2 separate regions of the Anas platyrhynchos genome follow, and region 2 is linked to region 1. Evidence: chromatin contacts called from public Hi-C data. All regions are on one chromosome and are shown on one strand. The core of a region is the stretch at or near the end of the contact, and the rest is flanking DNA. Distances in the headings are between cores, read along the strand shown.

What was found. Hi-C and Micro-C count contacts between places; a contact is called where the count stands out from the background.
Region 2: a Hi-C map of skeletal muscle shows a contact between it and region 1, with 1.6 times the contacts expected there. The contact joins two enhancer-like sites. A contact is called at or near these places in 3 of 8 Hi-C or Micro-C datasets (F5 follicle, skeletal muscle and small yellow follicle).

Annotation. Positions count from the first base shown.
Region 1 is chr3:61,617,826-61,625,254 of IASCAAS_PekinDuck_T2T, forward strand. It overlaps LOC140002193 (a long non-coding RNA gene), which reads right to left. Exons shown (of 3, transcript XR_011808366.1): 1 at 5,408-7,429. Among named protein-coding and RNA genes, the nearest start is that of ALDH8A1, 190 kb to the left of the region's middle. Within about 2 kb of position 4,471, at least 6 of the 8 cell types and tissues checked have an H3K27ac peak or open chromatin away from gene starts, as enhancers often do.
Region 2 is chr3:61,662,270-61,669,698 of IASCAAS_PekinDuck_T2T, forward strand. It overlaps LOC101801630 (a long non-coding RNA gene), which reads right to left. Exons shown (of 5, transcript XR_011807857.1): 3 at 2,805-2,924; 4 at 996-1,113; 5 at 82-883. Among named protein-coding and RNA genes, the nearest start is that of SGK1, 160 kb to the right of the region's middle. Within about 2 kb of position 2,607, at least 2 of the 8 cell types and tissues checked have an H3K27ac peak or open chromatin away from gene starts, as enhancers often do.

The sequences.
Region 1 (7,429 bases), core at 3,221-5,720:
GATAAACAAAACTTATTTTGTATCAAAGGTAGTCACAGGCCAAGAAAGAAAAAACTCAATGTGCATAAACTGTTCAAAGGAACTCACCCATGCTCTGGGGTTCCTAGAAGGTAGGGGGTAGGAAGTGGCACCCAGAATATTCCTTTATGTTATAAGTATTTTTGAATGTCAAGACAAATAGAGAAGGAACACAGAACCTGCTGCACAAGCTCATGACAGCAGTAAGCCTAGTTCTCACTTAAATGGTACCCAGCTACTGCAAGCTTAAAAATAATGGCCTTTAGGTAACAGCAACAAGAACCCCAGTCACTGTTCAGTACCTCCACATGCTAAATGCTAAAATGCATATAAAGTTCTTATACTCAATTACCTTTTATATGCAGGGGCCAGCTGCTCTGCAGCAACTGTGTGTTTGCACAGAGCTACATTTGCAGCTCCATGTCACAAAAGCTGATTCCAGTTGCAGTGGGGAGAACTGGGCCACACCTCCTGTGTGCTGGCAAATGTTGCATGAGAACACCCTGCCCACCGCAGAGCATCGGCTCAATAGAATCACAGAATGGTTTGGGTTGGAAGGGACCTTAAAGCTGGTCTACTTCCACTGCCCCTGCCACAGGCAGGGACACCTCTCATCAGACCAGGTTGCTCAAAGCTCCCTCCAGCCTGGTCTTGAACACCTCCAGGGATGGGGCATCCACAGCTTCTCTGGGCAGCCTGTGCCAGGGCCTCACCACCCTCAGAGTAAAGAATTTCTTCCTTATAGCACAGGCATGGAAAAACACTGTGGTACGGGAAACCTGCCTGGAAGTCCCCCTGCTGATTTGCTGGTACAGCCACCTCCATCACCTGTGAACTGTTTCCACCAGTGTTGTGTGGGCAACACCCTGCCTTGGCTTAGCCATGAGCCACATGCTCTAGGTCCCAGGTGGCCATTCATTGCTTATGGTTATTTCTGCTCTCCATAGAGATGTGTTTACAAGTTTTTTTTGAAGGCAAATATGTTGGTGTATTTTGATAGTTTAACTTGCATATGTTTTGTATTTCCTGTGTTATTGCTTCACGTGAGTTATCTCATTTCTCCGCCCCCCTTCTCCTCCTCCCTGTTGCCTTTGATAATTCAAAACAGACTGTATCTAAAGACTGATTTATACTCTTCTAAAAATCTTCTTACATTTTTATGATAACTCTTAAGTATTCTTGTCATTACCCCAACTCTCCAGGAATATAATTAACTACTTAAGGGATTTTTAAATGTCATACTATATTCAATGTTCCAAGGGGCTTCACCTCCACAGCAGCAATTTTAGGGGTAAACATGATCTAAGTAACAGGCAAAATTTTAATAAACTAAGTATTGAATCCTAGCAGGAAGGAATCATCTTCAAAGATACAAATGAGATGTAGGAAGAGAAGACAAACACAATAAGTGGTTAGAATATAGCTATTAACCCATCTGGGAAATATCTTACAGTGAAGGTGACGAAGTCAATCTAAGATAAAAGCCATCTTTTTCAGAAACAGTATTATAGCATATAATAATGTATGAGGGAAAACTTCATATTTAAGGAAAATAAACCCCCAAGTTAATCTTCTACTTCACCTCATATTATTGCCATTTCATCCTCTTTCCTTGGGTACTTTATATATGTTTCAGTGAACAGCACAAATCTCCTGCATGATCATAAAGTTTTGGGGCTGCAGTATTATATATTATTAGCTATATTATTAGCTTGAAATGCCACATTTTCCTGGAACAAATGAACTTACAGAAATAATATTAAAAGAAACTATTTTTAAAACCTTCTCAGTAAAGGATAGAGGTGATATTGACTCTGTTTCTTAGGAATTAATTTACAGCTGTCCTAAGGTTGTTCTGCTCTAATTGCTTTGGTCTGTTTTGGTTTTAAACAATAAATATCATAACATTTTCTGCCATGGAGAAGAAAGGGAGGGAGGGACAGAGGGATGAAAAGGACATTTAGAGAGGTGCAGCTCAGTCTGCAGGGCAGTGCTGAGTGGTATAGCAAAGTGTCTGGGTTAAAAACCTAATTAGAATAGGACTGCACAAATTAGGAGTAGCATTTTCATTTTATTCTTAAAATTTTACTCATTTGTAAAAGAGAACAAATAAGTTACAGTAGCAATTCTTATAGTATTGCTAATTTTCTAGTTTTTTTGTTTGTTTGTTTTTTAATCCTTTTGCACTGAAGTGTTTAAGTATGTACATTCACTTTTTTTTTTTTTTTTTTTTTTTCCCTGCCTCCTCATTAAGAATTAATGTCAAAGTAGTGCTGTGATATTGTTATTTGAAAGCTAGGACTGCATTATTAAGAACTATTATGCTCTGTGCCATTACTACAGGGGCTGTAGAGAAAACTGTATTAAACCTTATTGTGGGCAACCAAGAACTTAACAGTTTCTGGAAAACAGTAACAAGTAAACTATACCCATGCAGATATTCTGTGGTCACATAAAAGAATACCACATTTCGAAGAAAATGTGTGGATATCTTGCTGTGGCAGTAAATATTAGACATGAAAAATCATCCTTGAAAAGGAAAAGGTTTCTGTAGTTAAAGTTTTAGGATAAATCTGAAAAAGGGACTTTAATTAAATGCTCTGTGTAGTAGAAATAGATGCCAATATAGCAACATAATGATACAATCCCATTGGCACTTCACATAATGCTGTAGCAACAGCCACCGGGAAAAGAGTAAAAGAAAAGTGTACAAATGCCATATGTAAAAGCCTTTTGTGCTTAAGTTTCTACCCGTCACTTGGAATCTCTGCTAACATGACAAATCATGGGTTTATAATCAAAACAACATATATATTTTTAAAAACTTATAAAAATCTATTCACAGAGGCTACAAAACATAATTTACTTTATGTCTTATATATAGTACACTGGTTTCACGTTAAGCAGTTACTCACACAGGATTTTCAAATGACACAGTCATCTGAGAGGGTTTTTGTGGTATCTTGCCTAATGGTAGAATGACAATCTACTCAGTAGCTAGAAATAGCCCCAAAGTAACTATCACAGAGGAATAATGTACTGGAAAAGAAAGAATCAGAGCCCATAGAACTTTGAAGAAACCTTCACATGTAAGTGGTTTAATAGAGATTATTCCCAACAGAACTGTGGATCTTGTTTGGTCATACGTTTTTCAGGAGGATTCTGAGAGGCACAGATATTCATGAATTTGGCTGGCAGCTGAGCAGCAGATTTCTGTGCCCCTGGGAACTTAAGAAGCAAATGCTACCCAAAAATCACCAAGAGAGAAATTAAGATTCAAATAGTCTGCATACCCAGGCAAGTGCCCCCCTGCCTTCACACCCCCCCCACCCCCCAGTCCCAAAGCTGAAAACAGAGGAGGGCACTGCTTGGCTAAACCTTGCTTGCTTCAGAATCACAACTGTTTCATTAACAGTAAGTGACACCAGAGATAAAGTTGTGAGACCACAGTCACCAGTGAATTGAGAGGCCACCATCATGTGCTGGAATCCTGATGTTGGTATGTTACTATAGTGCTCCCATCTTCCATTCCTGAACACCATGATAGTGGATAAGCTCTTCCTGAAATCCACATTCTTTTTTTCCAGTTCCACTCAGTAAACCACATCATCCCAGAAAGATTCACATGAAATTCATCGAAGCTGCTGAAAACTACAGTCTGGGCTATAGGTGGCATCAAACCTACAAAGCATTAAACCTCCTTGCCTAAATGATGTCAGCTGCAATAGAAAAAAGCTGTTTTGTTTTGTTTTATAATTTATTTAGTGTTGCCCATGATCAGGTCTAGCCCCATAAAAGGGATTTTGAAGAATTTAGGAAAAACAGAGAAGATGCCCAGAATGAATATTTACCCATTTAGGATATCCGAATTGCGAAGATTCAGGAATTTTGCTCAGCAGGTCTCAAAATAAACCAATGCAATGATGGCTTAAAAATTTTTTTAAAACAAAATACTTCTTTACATAGCCTTTCCATTAGATAGCTGTAAAAGAGTAAAGTTTGTGTGTCAGTAAATAAATATTTCATAAAGGAACAATATCTAGGAACTGACGTGGCCTTGTTTCTCACTGTCTCAGAGGGCAATGACATGTGAATTCCTAGAAAAGCAAGTAGGAAAAAAATATGTCATATTTGTATTTGGCTTTCATCCTCCACATAACACAGTGCAGATCAGTATTAGGCTTAAAAGCCTTAAGAAAATGTGAAGATAAGATGCACATCAAGCACAGGCACTGATGATGTGGAGAGAAGGAAAAGCCCTGAAAAGCCAAGTTAGCCAAGTTCAGGTCATTGCCTAGTGCTGAACACTTCCACAACCACGAGAGGCAGGCGTGAGTTTTCCAAGGTTAAAAAAAAAAAAAAAAAAAAAAAAAAAAGCATTATATACATAAAAGAGCACAGGAATTTTCCATGGGGGTGGGGAACAACAATAGAAAAGTGATGACCTTGGGATGGCGCCTAGAGACTGAACAGCTTGGCTATTGTATGGAAACAGCTGACTTCTGCACAGGAAGCAATCACTACTGATTAGGGACTTCAAACCCCTGCCTCTATTTTTTTCTGTCCTTTTTTTGTACAAAAAGCAAAGCTCCCGAGGCTTCTTTGGACTCTATCAACTTCACCCCTTTGCCTGCTGCTGCCGGCTGTGTGCGTCACAGGAGCGAGCAGGCAGGGACCCAGAGGGGCCATTCTGTTCCTGCGCTGCAGCTCCCAAGGGACACAGGACTCAAGGCCACAGGGCCAGCCCAGAAGGCACTTTTGGGGTGAGGTTCACTGCTAAACAGCTTCGGAGCACCCAGAGTCTGACTTTTTATTTCTCGTTGATTCTGTGGGCTTATTCCCAGGTATCCCAGTTTAACATAGAGTTTTTATTCTAGGTGCTTTTAATGTTGATTTTCCTTCCAGCCTTTTGTTGTAGCAGTCAGGTCTTATTGATGAGTTAGATGCTAAATTAATGTTAGATGGAACATGCTGTCAATCTGAGGATGAGCTCCTTAACAAAAGCATACTGTGATGAAAAGCTTCTGCCTTTACTGACTCAGGGGTAGGTATGCAGGGAACATAATGAAGCATAAAAACAGCCTCATGGAGTGTAACAGAAATTGTAGGCTTAGTTGCACACCATCAATTTTGTTAAACCAATATATTCAGAATGCACGGAGATAAAAAGACAAACGCAAACACAACAGCCCAGTGGGAAGTGTCTGTAAATCTTGTTGAATCAGACAGGAAAACTGTCCCTTTCCAAAGATATGTGGGAGCACAGAGCAGAGGTAAAAGGGGAAGGACAGAAAGGGAGAGGACACTGAAATGTTGGTTGAAGTTTCCTCCACTACTTTCTTCCAGTGTGGCAACCGGGGGGGACAGCAAAGCTGCACAGTCAAGTTACCTGTTTGGAAATGCTGCAGAGGAGAGTGAGACTAGCTGTGTGGTGTCTGCCTCCTCCTGGGAGCTCAGCTGTGTGCTGCTGTGCTCAGCCACACCGCCCAGCAGTTTTGGCTCGTGCCCCAACGAGGAATGATCATGCCAAATTTGGGCACCTCCAGTCTTAAACAACAGCAAAGCTAATGTTTTTCAGATTTTAATATTGGATTTGCATGCCTGTGGAGGCAGCTAGGGACTTGATCTGTTTTAAATGTATAATATTTAATCTACAATTGTGCTGACACACTTCATCTAGTGCCACCCCCATTTGGTATTATACTGTTTCCACACTGCCTGCCCAGCCCAGGGTGAGTGAGAGATGCTGTGACCCTGCTGCCCCACCACAGTGCTTTACAGACCTTCTGCTACCTGATGGTCTCTGATGCTGTCACCAGTTTCTAAAGATACCACAGTGTGGCAAGCGGTTGAGATACATATCGATGAAATGTGGTCCTTAATCACTGAATTTTACATGAAGTGACTCAGACTGATATCAGCTAAAGGAAAAGAGAGACCACGGGATAATAGTGCCTGGCTGATGAGACTTTTCTCAACATACTGTCTGACTAAAGCTGTAGGCAGTTCTCTGTGGAAAAAGAGAAAGAATACAAATAGTACCAGAAGTCATGATATCACGTTTATTCTTTTGCTACTGTATTTGTCAGTTTAGGCTTTTGGTTAGTAAGCAGCTCTCATTTGTGATGGTTGCTTGATTTAATTTCCACCGTACTTTAAAGTATCATGTTAAGTGAAAGCAAGTAGAAACAGCTGTTGAGTCCCAGCAAGCTTGTGGGAGGGTGGCTAAAGCTGGAACTGCATAAATAAATATGACAACTGACATAAGAGATTATGCACCTCCATGTTCTCCCTTTAAATCATTCCCAGGACATCTCCCCTTACTCTGCTGACTCTCCCTCTGTTTCAGGTACACTCTTAAGTGCTAGTGTAAATCTGTCAATCACTCACTTCCAGAGGAATGGAATTTGAATTTAAGCAAATGTCTCTTCAGAGATGCATTGAAAGTAATGAAAAGTCCCTGTATAGAGTCAGGAATCAAAGTATTATTAAATTAAATATCTCTGAGTTCTTCATCTTTGTAATACAAAGAGCTTTCTTTCAACACAGAGAATCTGAGAAACAGAAAAAAAAAAATTAGATATCTCTGGAAGTGACAAGACTGCTTTCTAACTAGTACTTAAGTTAAAGAGATGTACTACTTTGAAAAGATAGTCATACTAACATACTCTTTACTGTGCACTTTTTTTCTGATTATCTCCCTTGATTTCTCTAGTGTGGGAGCAGTACATTTCAGCAGCATATAACTTGCAAAGGGACGTCTTAATCTAAAAAGTTTATCAAGATAAAGGTTTGTTTTCTCTTATATTCAATTCATCACAACTGTAATGTCATTTCCAATTTGACTGTTGTTCAGGTGAAAGACACTAGGGCTAGAATTTATTTCACCTAGCTTTAATTAACTGAAGTTAGGTGAATGGCTTCAGCCTCAGCCAGGATCCCTCTTCAGTCAACACAGATCAAGAGGCAAATTCACCCTGTCCATTTTCAGGTCCATCAGTTCATTCTGAAACTCGCTGTGTGAGTCATTGCTCTTCAATGTACCCAAGTGTCAGACAAGGAAAATGTGTTGAATAGATGTCACAGTAAAGGTGACACCATATGTAAGTCTACCTAGTAGTGGCTATCATGTTTAGTTGTTCAACAAACGGTTGTTTGAGATGACTGTTATGCTGAAGCTTTAAAGGTGCTCTATGGTAGATTTCTCTACAGCCTATATTCTTGAACAGGCACTATGTACTTGTACAACATTAAACACAGCATAGGCCTAACTTGACTGAAGTCTTTAGGCACCACTGTAATCCTCAGCATTATTACCAATGTTCTCACAGGCCATATTTTTTCCTAGCATTTTATCAAAGATTTCATGGTCATGGGGATGAGTTGCTACAGTAAATTAATGTTGAAATAA
Region 2 (7,429 bases), core at 1,357-3,856, 43 kb after region 1:
GTGGGGGTGAGAGAGCATCTTGGCACTGATATGCCAAGGCAGCTTTGGCTGCTCTCGGAGAGGTTTGCTTCTTACTTCAATGTGACCTGTACCTGCTTCTGAGCTGTTTGCAGCACAGCATCGGGTGTTTCTGCATTAAAAAAAAACAAACAAACAAACAAAAAAACAAACAGGTTTTAGGCATCATACAGAAAAATGAGTTACGGCTACAGGAATGAGAGGAGGAAATCATATAATGGTAAAAACATATGGCAGGGAGTCCAGGAGGACATCTGCAGTGGCAGATACCTGATATTACTGACACATCTGTGCCTCTCAGTTCCCTGTGAGGGTTTCCATAGACCTTGAGGGACATATTCATCTTGTGGCTTCTTTGGAAAACTCCTTAGGGAACCACAGAGCAAGGCTGTCTTTGGCATATTCTGAGTACCAACTCAACGTGACAACATTCAGAGCAGCACAGGCCAGCAGTAAGGTGTCTGCGTGTGCCACTACTGCAACCCAGAGAACAAAATCAAGACACAGATGATTATCTGAAGCCCTTCTTCAACTATCTCTCATCCTTCCCCTTACCACAGCTGTTGGTTTGCTTCACGTCCCTTTCACACAGACAAACATTGGAGCTTTCTATTAATTTCAAGATGTTGTGAGAATCCCAGGTAGCAACAGTCTTATCACATTCTCCTGAGCCCCATGGACACACTTGGCAGTGTGGTATGTCCTCTAAATCTTGTCACACAGAGTCAGTAAAGTGTTATCTCAAAGCAAGTTGGCTTTTTATAGTTTTATTTATGGACTGTAAGATCCCTACTCCACATCAGGCCCAGAAGATGAGAAATGCTGTGGGTGTGAGGTTGGAAAATGTTCTTCCCTTGAACATATTCTGTGAAAAGAGAAAAAAGAAAAACCTCCTCAGTGACTTAATAACAGCTTCATTGAGAAGAAAGGGGAAGAACACCCCTCTGTATGGGTGAGTGAGCACTGGCACAGGTTACCCAGAGAGGTTTTGGAACCTCCCTCCTTGGAGATCTCCAAAAGCCACCTGAACGTGGTCCTGGGCTCTTGATGTCCATACTTGCGCTGGGGGTTGGACCAGATGGCCTCCAGAGGTTCCTGCCAATGCAAACCATTCTGTGATTTTGCGTGTGATTCAGCATTGTCTGGGATTTCCTAGGAAACTTCTGTTACCACAACAGCCAGGACTTCTTGAGAAAGTTTTTCTGTGCCACAGGAAGAAGAGTATAACAATTTGTAATTAAGGTCATGTTAAGCATCCAGGCCAAAAGTTATTGGTTTGTAACTAAGAAAACAAGGAGATATAAATGAGGAGAGGAGAGGAGAGGAGAGGAGAGGAGAGGAGAGGAGAGGAGAGGAGAGGAGAGGAGAGGAGAGGAGAGGAGAGGAGAGGAGAGGAGAGGAGAGGAGAGGAGAGGAGAGGAGAGGAGAGGAGAGGAGAGGAGAGGAGAGGAGAGGAGAGGAGAGGAGAGGAGAGGAGAGGAGAGGAGAGGAGAGGAGAGGAGAGGAGAGGAGAGGAGAGGAGAGGAGAGGAGAGGAGAGGAGAGGAGAGGAGAGGAGAGGAGAGGAGAGGAGAGGAGAGGAGAGGAGAGGAGAGGAGAGGAGAGGAGAGGAGAGGAGAGGAGAGGAGAGGAGAGGAGAGGAGAGGAGAGGAGAGGAGAGGAGAGGAGAGGAGAGGAGAGGAGAGGAGAGGAGAGGAGAGGAGAGGAGAGGAGAGGAGAGGAGAGGAGAGGAGAGGAGAGGAGAGGAGAGGAGAGGAGAGGAGAGGAGAGGAGAGGAGAGGAGAGGAGAGGAGAGGAGAGGAGAGGAGAGGAGAGGAGAGGAGAGGAGAGGAGAGGAGAGGAGAGGAGAGGAGAGGAGAGGAGAGGAGAGGAGAGGAGAGGAGAGGAGGCTTTTCTTCATGCTTTAGAGTCCCATTTCAGACAGGAGGCTCTGTGAGGCACAGTGTAATTGTAGCTTGTGAGTGACAGAATTAAGATGACTTGAGTAAACCTGCACCACAGACACAAGCTGGATGGGAAGGAGAATGAATAGCATATTTTGATAGACATAGGGCATCTGTCCTGTGCTCCTACTCAGGAGCTATTTAAGTTTGCCTGTAGAGCAAACAACGTAGTTTCTCTGAGCCAAAAAACATTTTCCTCTTCCTTCAAAATCAAAAGCTTGAAATGTTTCAGAAAATAGGGGAAAGCAACACTAGCATCTGCATAGGTGAGCCACTCTTTTTTTGATAGAAAACATTAAACAAGAAGTGTTGGTTTTATGATTAAGGAGTCAAAGTGCATGTGAGCTGGAATACAGACCATTTCTGGGAATACCTGTGCTGGAAGGAAGTCTTTGCTCACATCTGTGAGCTTTCACAGGAGTGCAGAGAGGCACCCAGCTCCCTGCAGGCTGCCCCCAGCATGGTGTAGCACTGCACAGTCCGCTGCCAGCAGCAGCACCCCGGAGGCTGGCTAATGGGGCTGTCATCGCCTGCCACCCTCGCGCCCACAGGGGCACCTGCGAGACTCCAATGGGGTCTGCTGGCTGCTGGCAGCATAAGCAGCAGTTCAGCTGGGGCTGACACTGCTGCAAGCTGTACTTGTTGCTTCCCGGCTGCCTGTTTCCTATGATTCTTGTCTAAAAGGGCCCTGCGTCAGCAGGGACACCGTGGGTTCTCTGTGGCTGCAAAGTGCATCCAGCCTCTGTCCCCCAGCTGCATGGGTGCTCAGCCAGTGGTAAGCCCAGGTCAGCACTTCTGGAGTCTCATGTGGCTCTGGGGACAGGAGCAAACTTTGTCACCTCACCTGCTGACTCAGGATGCTTCAACATGTCGATCTCATGTCCCTTTTCTCTGATCCTCTCTCCCCCCTTTTCAGGAAGCAGCTGTTTACTTCTGCTTGTCAGCTGGTTAGCTGGCCGCATTGCTGTTTTCAAAAAGAAAGGCGTCACTGGTTGTGCTCTACCACAGATGCACTCACTGACCTTCCAACACTTTCTCAGCATAAGGGCCATTCCAGATTACAATCAAGAGAGCCAGTCCAGAACGGCACTCCTGTTCCATGAGAAAACTCACTGATCTGACATTTGCTTTCATTCTGAACTGGGATGAAACCCCACCACACTGAAACTTTCCATGTCATTGAAATTCTTAGCATTTCATTGAGGAGAAACTGTTTTTGTTGTTGTTGCGGTTGTTTTCTGAAATGCTAATGTGTTTGCCAAGGTAACAATAATTTCTGTCAGTAATGCTGGAAGGTTGCTGTACAGTGTCAGATAAAGTTTATGAAATATTAACATGTTAAATTTAGTGATTCATTCAGATATATTGACTTCATAATGGAACATAAAAACATACTCAAATAAGGTATTCAAAATATTGTGAGCACATCAAATATAATTGTGAAAATAAAGACAGCCTATTTTAACCTGATTTTTGAAATGTAGTTGAATTATTTTTTCTTCCAGTGGTACCTATTTGACAAAATACATTTTTCTGTCTTCTGTTCCCAGACTGTGGCTGCTTCCAATAATCATATGATGGCCTGATTCAGCTAAATTGAGTATGCAACACAACTCTTCAGTGAAACAGCTTTAGCTTCCCTTCAGCTACTTGTTCTTGTGCCCATGGCTTTCCAAGACTGTATCTGGATGAGGGACACTGTTCACTAGTCTTCTGCAAGACCCCTAGACCTTTGCAGCTCCCTATTGCAACGCGCTGTCATATCCATTAAGGAAGGGCTCCCAAATGGCCTGTTGTGTCAGCTATTTCACAGGGATGTACAAGTACTGCTCCACAGCTGAGCAACTCATATTGCTCCCCTGGGCTCGCCTAGGAGCAGTTTTGCTGCTTTTCATTTTCCTGCTGTTGGTGATGTTGGTATTTTAAGGAAACTTTTGGGAGCTCCTGTGGCAAGATACATGTTGGGACCATTCAGGCACTCTAATTAGTGCAGAATATGTCTGATTTCAGACCCTTGGTTCGGGATAAGAGAATATTAGGCCAACATTCAGCACTAACCTGCGCTGATTTCTAATTAGTTTCTGTTTTGGGCTTAAAAGGCTATCTTCTAACACTACAGCATTGAATACTGTGGGCCCAGAGACTGCTTTGCTTTCCTTGAGACACTGCAGTTAGCTACAGTGAAATGGCTCAGGCAAGCTTTTTATGGGTAAAAGAAAGTTGTGTCTTAGTGGCAAGAAAAGAAAATTCAAATGTCATGTGAGTCACTTTCTGATGGTACCTAGACTGGCTGTCTTTCTGGAAATCCTGCAAGGTTCATCCATCCTCTCGAACTTTGGGGAAGGAATATCTGAGACATGGATAAAAAGGTGATTTTTCAAAGTGATTGTAGGGCATTAGCATTGCTGTGTGAATGCTAAACCTTGTGAAAGCACCCAGTGGGGTTCCAGATTTATGAAAGGTTTCATGTATGGTCTCTCATGATGGGTCTCTTACTGTTTGTGGCTTCTTGCTTGCTAAATTGTTTAAAAGACAGAACTAAGATGCTTGCTTGTTTGTTTGTTTGTTTGTTTGTTTTTCCCATGGACATAATACTTCTTTATGGTGTTCACAATTAGGATACTATTGGAAGAATATGAGATCACCACATTGATGTCAACAGTCAACAATATGCAAAAGAAGGAAAAGCTAAGACCAGTTTAAGATTGTGCCAGAGCTCAGAGAGAAACTTATCCAAGTATGAAAGGGAGCATCCCAAGTTTTGCATTAATGATAGGATATGAATAAATACAGGCTAAATCCAACTCCAAGAAGATATTGAGGCCTTGTGAATAAAATGAGCATCTTTGCATCTGCCTCATTGGTGAGGTAGTTAGGTTCCTTCAGATTGCTCTCTTCTTGTGAGCTTGCTCTTAGTGCCTAGTCTTGAATAAGAGACCCTTCACCTTACCACTTTTCTTGCCATAGACCATCCTCTGAGGATGTTCTCACATCAGGGGATGTTCTCACAGAGAGGACCCTGCTCCCCTCTTCCTCAAGAGGGGACTTGACTCTGTCTCCTGGATGACTGCTTTAACTGTTAGTATTTTGCTGAAGTAGGAGTAATGACATCTCTTCATCCAGGCTATGGTGTTGCGTGTCCAGTCTTTCCATCTCTAAACTCCCTGTTTGCTGCACTGGGAATGTATGTCTCAGGAAAGGTTAGGAATTCCGCTCCCATAGCCAGGACCTTCAAAATTAGAAGGTAACAGTGCTTGGTATCATTATGGCCATGTCCTTGTAGTTCTAACTTAGAAGTGGAAAAATAGCTTCCAGATACAAATGTTATCATAAAACAGGTGTGGGAGAGGTAACTTATTTTTTCGCTGCTGACCAGCATATCTCTAGCTGTCAATTCAATTAAGTCAAAAATACCACAAATATTTGGGCACAGTGATAATGGGAAGATGCTTTAAACACACCAAAACCCAAGAAACAGTCATGAGCATGTCTCCAGACTAGCTACTCCTGTGCAGTGGTTTCTCTCCCAGAATTAAAAAAGAGAAATTCAAAGGAATGAACCCACCCTTTGTCTCTTTACATCTTTCAGATGTTAAGCTTTTTATGACATGGACTATCTCTTTGATACTTTAGTACAAAGTGAACAGAGTTGAATCCCTAGAGCAGAACTTTAAAAGGTACAGCTTTAACTTTCATATAAATGTTTATTAATTCTCAAGATAAATTCTATGTGGGAGTGGCCATTTACTGGACACTAAATGCCTTATCAACTGGCATCAATAGACAAATTGAAGTCTTTTCCTGCAGGGCTTTATTTTTCCCCTCTTCTCTATTTCCCTCCTCCTTTGAAATGCTTCATTTTGCATGTTTCTCTTTGCTAGGCATTTTTAAAGTGCTTCTGGCAGAAACATTTTACAAGAGAGGAGGATGCCCTGGGCTTCTTCCTGGAAACTAGGAGACTCTGTGTGTGGGGAGGCTGACGCCAGCCATGCAAAGCGGGTAGGTCTGCAAAGTCTTTTTTACTTTGAATAAACAATTGAAATCCATTATTTACCACATGTATTGTAAACATCTGTTGCAGAGAAGTCTTCTTATTGTATGCCTGTAGTGAGTAGGGCAAGTCCAGCACAGGAAGAAGGAAGGACCAACCCCCTTAGCAGAATGAATTACTCAAATTCATTTTAAAGCCACCAACAAACAACTGGTGGATTGGATTATCTTATGCAGAACATAAATAAGAAATATTCAGGACACCTATATGACACTCTGACTCCAACAATATGAGTGGGAGATATGACACTAGCATTATAGAGTCCAAGCAGAGTTGTAATCTTTCTTTTTTTTTTTTTCTTAAAAAAAAAAATCAAAAAGACCTGCTCCATTTGATTGCAAAACAAGTGGTAAAGTTGCTATTGATTGAGGTACTAGACACACATTTCTTAGGAACATCCAGGATAGATAGCTATGGAAAAAGTGAAAATACTGTGTTAACTCTAAAAAAGGAAATCCTGTGATAACATTAAGGACCTTGTCAAAGGACATTTCCACAGTGCTACTGGCTGACTGAATTCAGTTCTTTCAACTAGTCATTAGTGCTTTTCAGTTCAGTTGTTGTCATGGCCTTACACCTACAATTTGTTAAAAAATAGATAGGTGAGAATTTCAATTCTCTGCCGCACTGCACTGAAGAGTCTTCATGAGGGAAAAAAAAAAAAAAAAAGGCATTTATTTTTGAAAATATTTGATTTCTACAGTAAAAGATTAAATAATTAAATAATAATAATAATAAAAAAACTACCTCAGCTGTTGAAAGTAGTCAGAATTAGAGCTGAAGTTTGGTTCTCTCATTAAAAATTCTGTTTTCTCACAGCTGATCAGATACAAAAACTGCTTTACACTCTTGTATCATCAAACCTTTTCCCTATTTTATATTACCTGCTATAGGAAATCTCTTTTCAGACTAATAGTGTACATTCCTGTCCTTCTCTTTTTTGACCATATTGATGGTCCCACTCTCTTAAGGCTGGCCTTGAACACAAGACACTTTTCAAGTTCCCAGCAGAAGATGAAAAAATCTGAATATGGCCCTGTAGAATTCAATCCCGCCTAATGTTTTTTGGTGATATCATAATATTATAGTTGAAACTACCAAAGACAAGCTTATCTTTCTCAACACTAAAGAGAAGCAATTCACAGAATATATAGTAAATGGTATTTCTTGTATACTAATACCCCACATGTCAGTAGAAAGGTTGTAGAAGGCAGTGAGAGGCTAGCCTCCAAGAATGGTATGCTGCAAACTACTCAATTTTGCCTCAGACAGAAAAAAAAAAAAAAAAAAAAAAAAAAAAAAAAAAGTTAGTGATACCTTCTATATCAGATGGAAGATATATGATGGTGTATGATCATTAGATAAAATTATTGTTTTAAACAATTTTATACTTTAAAAAATGAAAAAAATAAAACTGA